Linked DNA regions of Cyprinus carpio: region 2 is linked to region 1. Evidence: chromatin contacts called from public Hi-C data. All regions are on one chromosome and are shown on one strand. Each heading gives the region's core, a stretch centred on a gene start, on an enhancer-like site or on the middle of the called end of the contact. The rest is flanking DNA. Distances are from core to core; before and after follow the strand shown. Region 1 holds the start of LOC109077241 (divergent protein kinase domain 2A-like). Region 2 has its middle 40 kb from the start of LOC109077241.

Evidence for each region. A called contact is a pair of places that touch in the nucleus more often than the background predicts.
Region 2: a Hi-C map of skeletal muscle shows a contact between it and region 1, with 2.2 times the contacts expected there. The contact joins the enhancer-like site here to the promoter of LOC109077241 in region 1. A contact is called at or near these places in 3 of 8 Hi-C or Micro-C datasets (liver and skeletal muscle).

What each region holds. Positions count from the first base shown.
Region 1 is chrB2:7,272,975-7,280,501 of ASM1834038v1, forward strand. It overlaps LOC109077241 (divergent protein kinase domain 2A-like), which reads left to right and starts at 3,268. Exons shown (of 3, transcript XM_042717926.1): 1 at 3,268-3,598.
Region 2 is chrB2:7,312,409-7,319,935 of ASM1834038v1, forward strand. No RefSeq gene overlaps it. Among protein-coding and RNA genes, the nearest start is that of LOC109077241, 40 kb to the left of the region's middle. Within about 2 kb of position 4,838, at least 2 of the 8 cell types and tissues checked have an H3K27ac peak or open chromatin away from gene starts, as enhancers often do. A contact at or near this core is called in skeletal muscle, where this site is marked.

The DNA.
Region 1 (7,527 bases), core at 2,018-4,517:
CCAACAGATAAAAAATCTAAACCTGACTGCCTCTGTTAGAAATCTTAAAATGGGCCGTGGTTGGATCTTCCATCAGGATAATAATTCTTACGGCCCATCTAGGGGCAGCATAGAAACTATTCTTAGACATAGGCTTTGTTTCAGGGAGTTTATTACAATAAAGATAGAAAGAAAAGATTGGGAAAACCTCACATTCCGACAAGGCCAAAGCAATAACCAAAACCCCAATCTCAACCATCCCTCTTTCTAACGTCATCAAAAGAAAAGAAAAAGAAATTACATAATTATAAGAAAAAAATTGGCATCTAAACCCTACATCCCAATAAGCTATTATTCACAGGAATTTACAACAAATAATCAAATACTACAAACAAGAAAAATACAATCTCAACAAATGAAACAAACAGAAATAACAAAAGGACAAGTAAGCCAATGTCTAAGAGTTCCAATACAAACTTTTGCCATGGCCATCCCAGTCCTCTGACCTGAACCCTCATAGAAAATGAGTGTGGTGAACTGAAGAGAAGAAGCACCAACATGGAGCTGTGAATCTGAAGCATCTGGAGAGATTCTGGATGAAGGAATGGTCTCTGATCTCTTGTCAGGTGTTCTCCAAACTCTTCAGGCATTATAGGAAAAAACCCAGAGCTGTTATCTTGGGAAAAGGACATTGCAATAATTGGGAGCCAATAATTGTGGTTAACATGAATTAGAGAAAGCATTTATTTCACAGTGAGACTTTCCTAGCACTTTCAATTGCTTTACTTCAATGACAGTTTAGAATTTTGTGTTTTTTTTTTTTGTTTTTTTTTTTTTTAATGAAAGATCAAAAGGATAAACAATGCAGACTTATTTTCAAAGCCGCCTTTGCTCATATTTACAAAGGGTGCCAATATTAGTGGAGGGCACTAATATATATATATATATATATATATATATATATATATATATGTACAGTAGTTTGCTTAATGGCTTTGGTTTGGCTTTAAGTAACCTTAAAGGCAAAGATCAGTTTTGATGTAATGGCATATGGTCAACAAATAAAACACAAGGGAGCAGCTACTTAACAGTCAAAGTCACCCAGGATAATGAGCCGAAGCTCTGTGAGTGTGTGTATGAGTGGTTTGTCTCATCTGTCGGCTAATTATCTCTGCGCTGGTGGTGAATGAAATCTGACTGCAGACGGCATGGATCTTCTCCCTCCTCTGGCTCTCTTAATGGACTCAATAATGGGATGATATTCTTATCATTCTTGTCTCTGCTCATCTGGAACATCAGGTTAATGACTCTGATTGGTTCGTGGCCACAGAGGTTCACCAGACGGCCTCTGGAGAACTCACTCATACTCAAAAGATATATTTCGTGAAAGGTTTTAGGGGTTAGGATTTGGATGCAGGATCACCATATTGGCAGCATCTTCAGTTGGCTGCATTCTTTTCTCAGTGTTTCAATCTTCAACATTCAGGCAAAATAATAATCACAAATATACAGAAAGAACAAATAACAACTTATGAATATGGTATATGATGTACCATTAAAAGAAATAATTGAAAGAAAATAACAATTCATTAAAAAGGTCATTGAGTCTTATAAATTTGTATGCAGTTAAAAGGTAGACTCTTAATAAAAATGGTTCTAAACAGTACCAGATTCACTGGGTTTTTCAGCTTCTTATAACAGCAGAAACCTTTTTGGTGCTAAATAGAACCAATTTTTTTATAAGGTTCTTTAAAGAACCATACTTTAAAAGTGCTATAGAACCTTAAAAGTGTTAAAAATAACTTTTTCAATAAAATTTTACTTTCATCAGTATTTTTACATTATTTAATAATATTAATATTTTACCTCTATTTTTTTTGCCTGGTTTTTATAACATCTTGAAGTAAAAAATACCAGCAAGCCTTGTCAATATGTTTATTTTTGACAACATTGTCACAAAAAAGACAAACAAAGTTTAAGTTATAACAGTAATATCATGAAATGTTATTACAAATAACTGTTTTCTATTTTAATATTCTATTTAAATACTATATTCTATTTTAATATATGTTGAAGTTTATGCCTCTAATGGCACAGCTGAATTTTCACCAGCCATTGCGCCAGTCTTCAATGTCACATGATTCTTCAGAAATCATTATAATAAAAGCATTAAAAAATAAAAATGAAAATAAAAAATCTGTCATTTTAGAAAACTCCAGCAATATGGATCACAAATTAAATATACGTGTTACTTACTTGGTCGAGAACAGGGTAGAAGTAACTGAGCATGTTCACATTAACGTGTTCTGTTTTAAAAAAAAAAAAAAAAAAAAAAAAAAGTAATGTAATTTTTTTTTAAACATGTATTAAAATAAATACTGACATGGCTTTGAAAAAAAAAAAAATACAAAAAATGCAACTGGACATGTCCCACAATTGTCTTTTAGAGCCAGTGAATAAGGTTCGTAAAATAAAGTCAGAAACCACTAGATGTCACCAGAGTACTGATATCTGGTTGTATTTTGTAATGAAGAGCGATCCACGGTTTTGTTTCAAGGCTAACTCCTTTGAAAATGATATACATATATTTCTGTTTTAATTGATTTGTATTAATCATCGTGCTTTCATTAAAAAATTTAATATAAGGTTAAACCGAGCCAGTTTTTCGAAGCTATATTTGCATGTTCTGTTCATTCACAGTCTAGTCATATATCGTGGAAAATAATAATACTAAATTGTATAAAATCCAAAAATGTGTTTGCTTATGTAATCAGCGTAATACTTTCATTGAATAATTTGATATAAAGTTTATCCGGAGCCAAAATAAAGCTATCTGCATATTCATTCAAAGTCAAGTCATAAACTGTGAAAAATAATAATACTAAATTGTATAAAATCCCAAAATGTGTTTGCTTATGTGATTTCCCTGCGTTATTGTTTGATTTCCTACGCATAAATAAAAGGAAATGAATGTTCACGTCCTCATGGGAACTCAAAATAATTGCGTGGGGGAAAAAAGCGATAGACAAAAGTGGCTTTCAATCTCTCCACTCTCATCAATTGCAATTTCGCTTACGTGGAACTGTATGAAACTCTTTATTGAGTAATGTGGGCGTTCAACTCAAATGATATTCACTGATTTTCATTCACCTACAATCTGACACAGTGTTCAAATGTAGCAGCTGTCCACCACGAAACAGGTTTTTTTTTACACAGGTCAGGGTCATGTTGGACAGTCTGCTCTTCACCTGAGGATGCACTCCTACATGAGGACGTGAAAGCTGCAGCGCTCTAGAGATCGGGGGAGGAGTTACAACACGATCACCTTAGTAACCAGTAACGTAAACTGACCAGAAGGGTCGTAAATACGAAACCCGATCCGCGAAGTCGGATCTTTTGTGCAGCTGCTTCAACGCTCGCAGACTGAACTTGTATCGAGATTGAGAAGACAACCCCTGCAAATTTTTATAGAAATAAAGAAAAAACTATAGCAGTGTGCACGCAACATACGGACAACGTGGGAAAGCATCGATGCGCGCGAGACAGGAGTTCCTAAATAGACAACGGAAGCTTCCTCGAGCGACTGGAATAAACCGGGAATTTCACTCATTTTTATTCGGTAGGTTTTGGGATTTGCATGTCATCATTTCATGTGCTCATTTTCATATTTGCAGTGATTTCAACCATGAATTTTTTATGAATTTACGAACTTTGCATCGAGGCGGCGAAAGTAACTTCAGTTGATTGCTGTTCTCCAGTAAGTTACAGCGAATGAATCGAGAAAGTTTGCAATTTTGGACCGGAGATAATGGATCACACGTTGCTCAAGCATGTTTATTATTATTATTATTATTATTGTTGTTGTTGTTATTATTACAGTTAACATGCAGATATAGCTATCATGTTATTCTTATTGACCACCAGCGGTTAAAATGATTAGATAAACAACATGTTTTCGTTAACAGGTTTTGGGATTGTGTACCTTATAGTAACTTATTTCACATAAGTTACACACGTCTGTGGTTTATATATAACGATTGCGCTAACAAACAAAGTTCCTGAGTGCATTACTTAACTTAGTCTCGTTTCTATTGTTTACCTGCTGTTGTGCTCTCTTATCCGCAGTATGAGGCGTCATTACAGATTTGACGCGATTAAAGCGTGCGCGTTTCTGATTGACGTGCCGAGGTGATTGTTGTCTTCAGCGGTCAAGCTGGTCATAGTTTGTGTTTTTTGTTTGTGTTGTGTTTAAAGCAAAACCTGTAAAGGGTTTTCTGACTATAATTCACTTGTAATGAGAACTTAAACCAGTTATGTTCTTTTTATGTTACGTTCAGAAATCTCAAGTGATTGTAATATTTAGTTGTAATAATAATAATAATGTATGTAATGTTTAAGTTGAAAGCTGAGCTACACAGCACTAAAATACTCGGGTGGTTGAAGCGCAGCTTTCAAACAAAGCTCAAGTCAAGTTTCTCAGAGAGCTGTTTCGCGGTCCAGTTCCGGAAGCCTATCAGCAATTTCTTATATTAGAGTCACTACGGAAGTGGGTGACACACCACATGAGAAGTCCAACTTTTTTCTGTATTTTAGGGATAAGTTGTGTTAAAGAGAGAGTTCACCAAAAAATAAACATTTTCTACTTACCTTCGTGTTTTTTTTTAAAACTCTCTTTCATCTCTGGAACAAAGAATGAGATGTTTATGTCTTTCTTTGATTTATAGTAACTAGTAACTTTATAGTATTATCTCCCATATGTTGACAGCATCGTATTGATGAATCATTTTAGTTTGTTTTTCCCAAAAACACTATCCTATTCCTTTAGAAGACTAGGAATACGTTGCATGATCCGAATAGACTATTTTGATTATGCTTTTACAGTGTTGTTTTGTCCTTTTTGGTTTGATAGTCCTTTTGTATGGAGGTGAGCAATATTAATATCCCTTGCGTTTTTAAGAAGTTTCACATATACACGACAACGTTTTCAAAACGATTCGCGTTTACACACATCCTCGAAATTGACCAAAAGCGCTGTATTATGTATGCCAGGCCAGTAGTTGGCGCTCTCACCTTGTTAGTAAACAGTACATTTAGGGAAGTGACGATTATTTGTTGTATATGATGCATCTCCGCAAAGCGGCAACCTCCCGCTTCCTCTTGTGAAGCCAACAAGGAAGTGACTAAAACTGCAATTCATCAACTGGCCGCTAGAGGCTGGCTCCAAAAGGGAGCTCCCCATATTAAAATGCCCAACTCTACAGCAGAAAAAAACATGTTTACAGCCTGGTACAAAAAATTATTTTGGTCTTTATAGCTAATTTTGCCCTTCATGACAACTGTGAGGGGGGTGAATTCTTTTTTAATATTATTGTTTTATTATTATTATTATTTTTATAACTTATAAGTTTAAATTATATTAAGCCTTAAAGTTCTGCATAATTAAGGGCGTGGCCACTTGAGTGACAGATGGATTGCTGACACTTATAAGTTTAAATTATATTAAGCCTTGTGATGTGCGGAGACGTGCTGCCAAGATGGCGACGGCCCGCTCCGCCCACTTTGAGCTTCAAAATCGCTCTTCAGAAAACTACGGGTGACATCACGGACACACACTACGTCCATGTTTTTATACAGTCTATGGTCTCCGCTGTTGCTTGTAATACTGGTGAAGTAAATCCACACTTTGCTGAAGAAGCGTTAGCAAACTGTTGAGCAGCAACACCATTGGCGTTGTTGTGTATGTTTGTTCGCGCTTGCCTTTAAAATCGACACGTACTGCGCATGTCTACATACCTAACACATACTACACATGTGTATGACATCACCGTTTTAAAAAATTCCCGTTTTGGGTGTTTACACGGAAACGATAATGGTGGCGTTTTCAAAAACTTGCACTTTGAAACGCGTTTTCAGTCCCCCAAACACAGTTGTCCTGTAAATGAACAGGCAAAATGCATAAAAAGTTTCCCATTTTTGGTTGAAAATGTTGTGTAAACGAAATTGAGTTTGGACTGACATGAGGCTTTATAAATAATGACAGCGCTTTAATTATTATTATTTTTTTTTGGTGAACTGTCCCTTTAAGGGTGGTTCATGTAGGTCACCCACTTGCTTTCACACAGTACAGCCATCAATCATAAGAGTGTAAAGTGCAAGCTGACATCTGCCCCCCTCACATTTGCAGTTGGTTCCTGTTCTGTGTGGCTTCTCACATGCACAGCATGGTTAATTTATAGCTCTTTAACTAGTTGGGTTAGTGACTGTTGTACTCGCAGCATAACGGCACGGTCACGTCGTGTGATCAAACATTATTGACTTTAACAGTCAATAACTGTGACAGCTGTGGTTTTTCATTCTCAGTATCACAGATAAGTGCGACTAACAGCAGCATGCAACACAATGAATGGCCCAGCACACATCATTTAAGCATTTATAGAGAAGAGAGCTGATCCTTTGAGGACAGTAACGTATAATTTGCACCTGCTCATGTCTTCAGATCAAGGTTATGGTGGACCCTTTTACATTCTTAATTAGTCAGTGTTGGCTTATTTTAGCACTTAAGTGTGTTTGATACTGAAGAGATACTTTGGAAACATTATTAAGTATAAAAAGCAGTTTTTTGCCTTTTCATATGACTTTTTGGAGTCCAACACGATGGAATTTTGTTAAAATATGATGAGAGAGAGGAGAAAAGTTTGCATAGTGTAACCGGGCTCATTGGAATTCTCAAACATCGTTTAAATTCATTTGTGAGGGTATATGTTGAACGTTTTAACTAGAAACTGGATTTGTTTCGCGGTGTTGGAGCCCAGGTTTGTTGTGAAGCTTTGAAACTGGTGTTGATGAATCATCTTGAAAGCCGTCACCATCTGCCAGACGTTTTCCAGGTCTGTCTACCCCTCGTTCATGTGCCATATCCTTTCAGAAGGAGTTTTACACTCTACACAAAAAGCTTTGTGTCTTTTTCTGTATGGAAAACGTGTCCGGTGAGCAGGCTGTTTAGTTATCTGAGCTCTTTCTTCATAATGAGGTGTGGTTTTTATTGGACCTTTTCCCCTGCTCGTAAAGTGCTGAGGGAGAGGCAGAAAATGAGTACAGCTTTACTCACATCCGACTCAAAGAACACCATGAAAAACTATAAGCATACGTTCTAGAGTTCTCAGTTTTCACGCTAATTTGGCTGCATAGATGTGAAAGTGTTTTGATTTCCACTACTATTGCTTTTTTTATGCCATTTTCAAAATCTAATTTATTTTTTCTTTTGCAGCATGCAAATCAATGTATGTGTCAGACATACCTCTTTGGTTTTTGGATTGTGTCTCACTGTTTGTTTTTTGTTTATATATATATATATATATATGTATATATATATATATATATATATATATACACACACACACACACACACACACACACATTCATTATTAAAAAGTTTTAAAATGTTTTGCCATTATGTGACAAGACATCCTGCAGAGTACAGTAATTATTTAGCAAAGCTGCCATAAGCATTGTGGTTTTAATGTGGCGTGTCCAGTTATGTCAAAATAA
Region 2 (7,527 bases), core at 3,588-6,087, 41 kb after region 1:
ATTAAAGTATATCTATACTTACCTGCTCTGATTTATTTTCTTTATTGAATCAGCAGTACTGAATCCATTATGAGAAATTCAATTTAAGGCTGCATCATTTTGATTCCTGAGGTAATAAAATATCTTCAGGTGTGTGTGTGTGTGTGTGTGAGTGAAAACCTCCATATGGTTTCATCTGGAATGAAGCCAACACACATATCCTGTGCAGGAGAGAGAAGTGTGAGAAGACTTTGACAAACTGAACTGAACAGAACATGAACCCTTTTTTTTTCAGTCCTTCAGCTTCAACAGAATGTGAATTGCTTCAGGATAATCAAATATTGTCAGGCAAAATGTTATTTTGTAGGCCAGTACACTGTAAATAAATATAAAGTGTTTGCAGTTCGGTTGACCACAGAAGTAATTAACATCAGGGCCTGAAGCTGGATTCAAGGTTTGCCCTCCTTTGAGTGTGTTCCTGTGATGAATGGAGCGACTCTGGGCTAAAGTTAAACACATTCACCCATGGCATCTAAATATAGATTTCTTCCTCTGGTTGCAAAACCCATGGCAAGGATTAGAGAATACAGAGTCAGCACCGCTCCGCTCTGACAGTTCTCCAAATCTAGTGGAGAGGGAAAAATTGAGGGTAAAAAAGACATCCAATATCCCAGACAGGCCGAAACCATTCATATTATTCACTCGTTTCATACACTCCAGGCTAAATCGAGCCAAACTCCAAACAACCAAAAAGTTTCAGGCTGGAAAAAGTACGAGTACCAGTATCAGAAATGTTTTTATTAGAAACCTTTTATTTAGAAGCAATTATTTTGTGATTTTAAAGGGAACTTTTTTTTCAGCCATATAAAAGTGTATTACCTGTGCTGTCAAATGCTTAAAAGCATGTTTAATCTTAATAAATATGGCTATTACTTAAAACCATGTACATATTATAATATACAAGACGTGCGTTACCATTCTAACGTTTGAGGTCAGTAAGATTTTTGAATGTTTTACAAGATTTCTTATGCTAACCAAGCTGCATTTGCGACATCTTTATGATCTGAAATATATTGAAACGGTAATATTGTGAAATATCATAATTTTTTTTAACATTTGAAATACTTTTTTTTTTATTTTTTTTTTTATATATTTATATTTTAAAGGAGTCATTACTTCAGTGTCACATGATCCTTCATGACATGTATTATTAGGGGCCAAGCACCGAAGGTGCTTAGGTACCTATTGTATCCCTTAGGATTCCTATTATTATTCTTCCGTTCTTGAGTTTATGGCAGCCCATAGAACCGCTTGTGGGAAAGTTATGAAATTAGCCACACTGATAGAGGACAGTGTCAACATTAACCATAGAAAATTTGAAGTCTCTAACTCAAGCTCTCTAACGCCACCACTTGTCCAAATTTAAAAAAAAAAATTGTGCTAATAACTTTTGAACCATAAGCCACAGAAGGAAAATTCCCTGGCTTCTTCCAAGTCGAATGGACCCCGAGGTTTCGTTTTTTTTTTTTTTTTTTTTTTGCTATTTTTTTTTTTTTTTATTTTAATTGTTTGTAAAACCTACTTTTTCGAACTCGTCCTAGACAGTTTGTCTGATTTTCACCAAAACTGACTCATCTTCAGACCATGTTGGATTAAAGTTGATTTGTCCAATCGTTCTCGAATAACACGCAGACGAATTCTACAAAAAGTGCGCAAAAATTCATGTGAGGCTATATCTCTGCAATGGTTTGGTGTATTTAGACCAAACTTGGTGTGTGTTATAACAAGCATAACCTGAGACAACCTGCAGTGTTTTGGCACAGTGCCACCTAGTGGTCAGGAGATATGAAAAATGGCTATTTTTGCTAATAACCTCTAAATGGTTTGACCAAAGATCACAAAACTGGTCTCTTTAGATTGGGTGCATCATGCTGAGTCGAATGATTCCATATCAGCCAATTTGGGCATCTGACATTATGAATTTTGTCATAATATGCTATATTTTATGAACGCATTGATGTATCGCTACAAAACTCGATATGCGTCTTCGGCACCATGCCCTGATGGTACTAAAAAAGTTTGGGCGCAGCGCCACCTTGTGGTCAAAAGTTATAAAGCAATTTTTAAAAATGCTAATAATTTTTGCATATATTATCATATTGTAATGAGACTGATGTTGCTGGATTCCTTGGATCATGCCGAGAACATCAATATCAATTTTGCAGCTATATTTATTATTATTATTATTATCAGTGTTGAAAAATCCAAGAAGGTGGACAAAATAATTTTGTGCCGAAAGCTTGTTAAAATATTTGTAAATAATTTAAAAATGACAATTAAAAACAATTATGCAGCTTGGTATTTTAATATATATACATTTAATACACACTTCTCGAATAAACATTCATTTCTTTAAAAAAAAAAAAAAAAAAAAAGATTTCACTACAGGGACCATTTTAGAATAATGATAATAATAATGTATATAAATCAAAAATATTTTAAATATATGTATTTTTTATATATTTAAATATACATTTTAAATATAAATTCCCTTTTGATATCATTTCGACTTTGAGGTCCTAATTTTTGACGTTGCTCAGCACGACAGTTCTTAAATATTACCAGCCTGTGTCTGATGCAGAGCTTTTTAGGACAGATAAGGTTCTACCATTTCTTTAGTTGCAGAAAGAAGCAGAGAGGAAGAGAGGAACTTTTCCTTTAGACATGATCTTGTTACATAGCCTTGGTTAGTCATGCGTGGGCCCCTTAATGGCCATAAGTTCAGAAGCCATCATTATTTCATTGACATGACAGTGTGCAGACGCACAGGTCAGGATACTGGTCATGTACAGTACAATTTAAAACATGCTGGAGTCTTTATTTTTATCTGATGGTGAAGAAAAGTCTATGCAGTGCAGCCTTTGCCAATACGAACTGAAGCATCGCAGGCTGTTGAGACTGGAGTTACTGTTGACTGCAGCTTCAGAAGAAAATGGTTGTTCAGACCCTAAATTTGAACACATCTGGACGTTCTGGTCAGAGGACTGTCCAGCTGTGTGGGGTTATATAAACTGTTTCATTATCTGGATGTTTGGTCAGGTTTACAGAGTGAACTTCATGAATCAATTTGGAAGTGGCAAATTTACAGCTGCGAATAATGTTATTCAGTCTCAACGGGAAACTTATGCACATTGCGGCCACTTTGTTGCTGATTATGCAGACAAAAACATCACATCATAAATGTCAGCATGTACTCGGAAGAACCACATGGTTGTGGTTTTCTGAAATTTTAAGCTGTAAGCACAGATGTTACAGCTATATTTCACTGTAAATAGGGGCAGCAGGAAAGAAGCAAATAAACAGCTTCTGGAGGGGAACTGTACTGTTTTTTCTCTGAGCGGGAATGAGAAACTGAGTGAAAACAAAGATAAAACAATTGAGCTCTAAATGACAAGCACCTGACCTGACAGTACCAACAACACCATAAGCTGCTCTATATCTACTGTCTGTCAGCTGAGAGCTCAAATCAGAACACACAAGCTCTTTCTAAACATTAGCTATAGGCTACAGCTGCCGTCTGTAAGAGCATGCTGCAGTAAGATAAATATAAACTCATAAATGACTGATTTGGACACTTTGCACAGGCATTAAAGTTGGTCATGTGTGAGAATATACTTTATCTTCATTCTTCTGATATATTGTGGGTATTTTTTTTAATTTATTTTTAATTTAAATTTTTTTTATGATTTTAAACCATTTATATCAATATTTGTCAGAAGTTTCCAACATCCCATGTTACCTACTCAAGCGGACAAGCGGCTTGTGAAATGGATGGATAGATAATTTTGAGGTAAAATAGTACATTTTTAATGATTTGAAACTAATTTCATTTTATTCAAAGTTTTCAATATTAAACTAATTGTATTTATAATTCTCCTTTGATTTATATTTTAAGTGAACTAAATATATGTAGCACACACAATTTTTTTCAATATTAGATGAATTATAAGATGAATTACTATCATGCTTATTAAAAAAAGTATAGGATTATAAATAAAAGTATTTGAGCCCCAAATAATGAGCCATGCATTTTTAGGTTAGTGAGCAATATACAGTAAACCCAAAATTGTAGAAAATGTTGATAATAAATATACGTAGGAAACGATTTTAGAGGTAAAATAGTCATTTTTAAATTGTTTTTATTTTACTGATATGTTTCCGAATTTATATTTTTTTGGGGTAAAATAAATAGTTAAATTATTTCAAGCAATTTTATAGTTCTTCATGTGTATAAGTAAATTTATAATCCACATTTCGTCCACCATCTTGGATTTGTATTATTCTATGAGCTAAATGTGTATATGTTACACAATTTGGGGGTAAAATAGTCAATGTCTAATCATTTTAAACAAGTTTTACTGATAATTTCCAGTATTGCATGAACTATAAGCTTTTTTATAACAGTTCACCATCTTGACATTATATCTTTCGAAGACTGAAATGGATGAGAATAAATTGTTGAATGAAGTTGTTATTTTTTGTTTTCTTTGCGCACAAAAAGTATTCTCATAGTTTCATAAAAAAAACAAACACAAAAAAAAAAAAAAAAAAACGGTTGAACCACTGATGTCACATGGATTATTTTAACAATGGCCTTACTATGTTTCTGGGTCTTGAATGAGTCAGTTGCATTGCTGTCTATGGAGGATCAGAAAGCTCTCGGATTTCATCAAAAATATCTTAATTTATGTTCCGAAGATGAACGAAGGTCTTTCGACATGAGGGTGAGTAATTAATGGCAGAATTTTTATTTTTGGGTGAACTAACCCTTTACCTAAATATATACAGTATATCAGACACAGTTTTGGGGAAAATAGTTTTTAATGCAAACATTATCATTATTATTTAATTGTGTTATTATTGCTAGCTTTCAGTAATTAATGAGTTATAATTATAATCAACATTTTGTCCATCACCTTGTATGTTCCTGCATTATGATTCTGCCGTTTGATGAATTTGGTAATAAGATTGGCAGCAAAATGTAGTTGTCTACCATTTGAAACAAGCTTTTCATCTGGATTACATCTGTGGTATCTTAAAATGGTACATATGCAGGCAGCTCACTAGGTTTTGAAACAGAGCTACAGTCTTTTCTGTCAGCGTGGCCCTGTGAGATGGCCACAGGCACTGAGGTTAGAGAAACAGAGAGTGCTTGGAAAACCAACACAGCGGGGCGTCTGAACAGCTGTGCCCCCATTACTCTCACTGCCCACATGACCACCCCATAGAACACACATAGGATGTGATTACTATTGACCTGAGCAGAAGAAGAAAAAAAAAAGAACACCATCCACACCCCCCTGGGGGACTTTTAGAGCTGTGTTGGCCTCATGATTACAGCTCTGAGTGTTTGTGCGTGTGTGTGTGTGTGTGTGTGTGTGTGTGTGTGTGTGTGTGTGGAACTACACACTGACCCCGCTGCCATCCATCTCTATTACTGGCACAAATAACACAACACTGCAGGACACAGTGTTGTTCGGTTCTTTCTCATTGCTCTTGTCCTTAACCACAAACTTCAAAAAGTCTCAGTTTTATTTAAAGGCAGAAATCACTGACATTTTTTTTTTAAAATTTACTCTTTATAATGTCACTCTAAACTTGTTTTGCACTTTTTCTTTCATGGAATGCAAAAGAAGGTATTAAGCAGAACGTTCATGCTGGATTTTTCCATGTACATGTGATCAGAGACATTGACACAAACATTAATGACCTAATGATGCATTAGGCCAGGTTTGATTGACATCACTAAGAATTCAGTGTTAACTGTGTGTGATATAATGTAGAATATAATGTACAATATGTGCTACTTCAGCTAAGACCTTGGTGACTGCACAAGTCCTCAGCGAAGACCTTGGCATCTAGTCAAGCCCTCGGCACAGATCCCTACAGCCAGCTATGAACGAGTTGGGCCAGGACCAGCTGGGACCAAAATGCAGTTTTTTCAAGAAGGACTTTCGTTGTCCTTAAGGCCAGTAATAAGCCAGTCATCTATTACTGGCTAAAGACCAGCTCTTCCTTTGTTTTTCGATCTGCTGGACACAATACAACTCTTCCTTCCCACTTAATGCTGGTATGATTATCTCGATCAGTATCACACCAAGTTCATTCACTTGGGCATGAGGAGAACTGGTCCACTAACTTTTTTTTTTTTTCTGTCACCTGATGGAGTTTGGGTTGCTTGCCACGATCACCTTCTGGCTTGCTTAGTTGGAGTCTGAAAGACACTTTTAATAATTTATTGACATGACCGCATTGACTGACACAATGAGAACACAGATTAAGATTAAGCTAGATGTTGGCACTATGATTTTTCTGCAGAATTGCTTTATAGCTGAATCTTACGACATCAAAACTGGTATTGAACTGGAATGAATCAACATTAAACTGACTGGAACTGAATAACAAAATTGTTGCCTATATTGTAGAACTGCCTATAGCTTTTGCCATATCTCGTCTAAACGCTATCCTTTCTAGTGAAATTTGAAAATAACACGAAACCAAATATGAAACTGTTATGGAAAGATAACAAAACTGAACTTTTTAAAATTATAATTTTGACAAATGTATTTTTTTATTACGTTTATATATTTAAAATAATATTATAATATTAATATTTTTCATGTAAATACATGCACATATTTAAAATATGAATTTTATAAAACAATATCAAATTGACCATATTTATTTTTATGGACCAATTTCAACTTTGCAGGGACCTCAAAAGTGGAAGTCATCATAGTTGGTTATACTTTTACAGTGGTGAATGGATAGTACAACAAAACATTATGTTTTGCATTTACATTTTCAGGAATTAAAAAAAAAAAAAATCCACACTGGCGTTTCTATGTCTTTACAAGATAGGAGAAAAATATTAGAGAGAAATAAGTCAAATTTGCTGTTATTCCCTCAGATGTTGTGTTAGAAACCCTCAGGCAGCAGTGTTAAAGGGATAGTTCACCCAAAAATGAAAATTCTGTCATTAATTACCTCATGTTATTCCAAACAAGACCTTCATTCATCTTTGAAATTTTTGATGAAATCTGAGAGCTCTCTGACCGTGCATAGACAACAACGCAACTGACACATTTAAGGCCCAGAAAGGTAGTAAGGACTGATAAAATAGTCCATGTGAGATCAGTATTTTAACCTTAATGTTATGAAGCTACGAGAATACTTTTTGTGCACAAAGAAAACAAAAATAAAGACTTTATTCAAAAATTTCTTCTCTTTCATGTAAGTCTTTGCCACGCGTTCAGGGGAGTATCACAACACATGCAGGGTCAGAAAGCTCTCTGATTTCATCAAAAATTAATTTGTGTCAGAAGACGAATAAAGGACTTACAGGTCTGGTTCGACATGAGGTTGAGTAATTAATGACATAATTTGCAGCCAATCACATGGCAGCAAATCAATGCATTTATGCATTTAGACAAGGTCAAAATTATCTGCTGCTGTTCAAGTGACTTGTGGTGTTATAATATAAGTGAC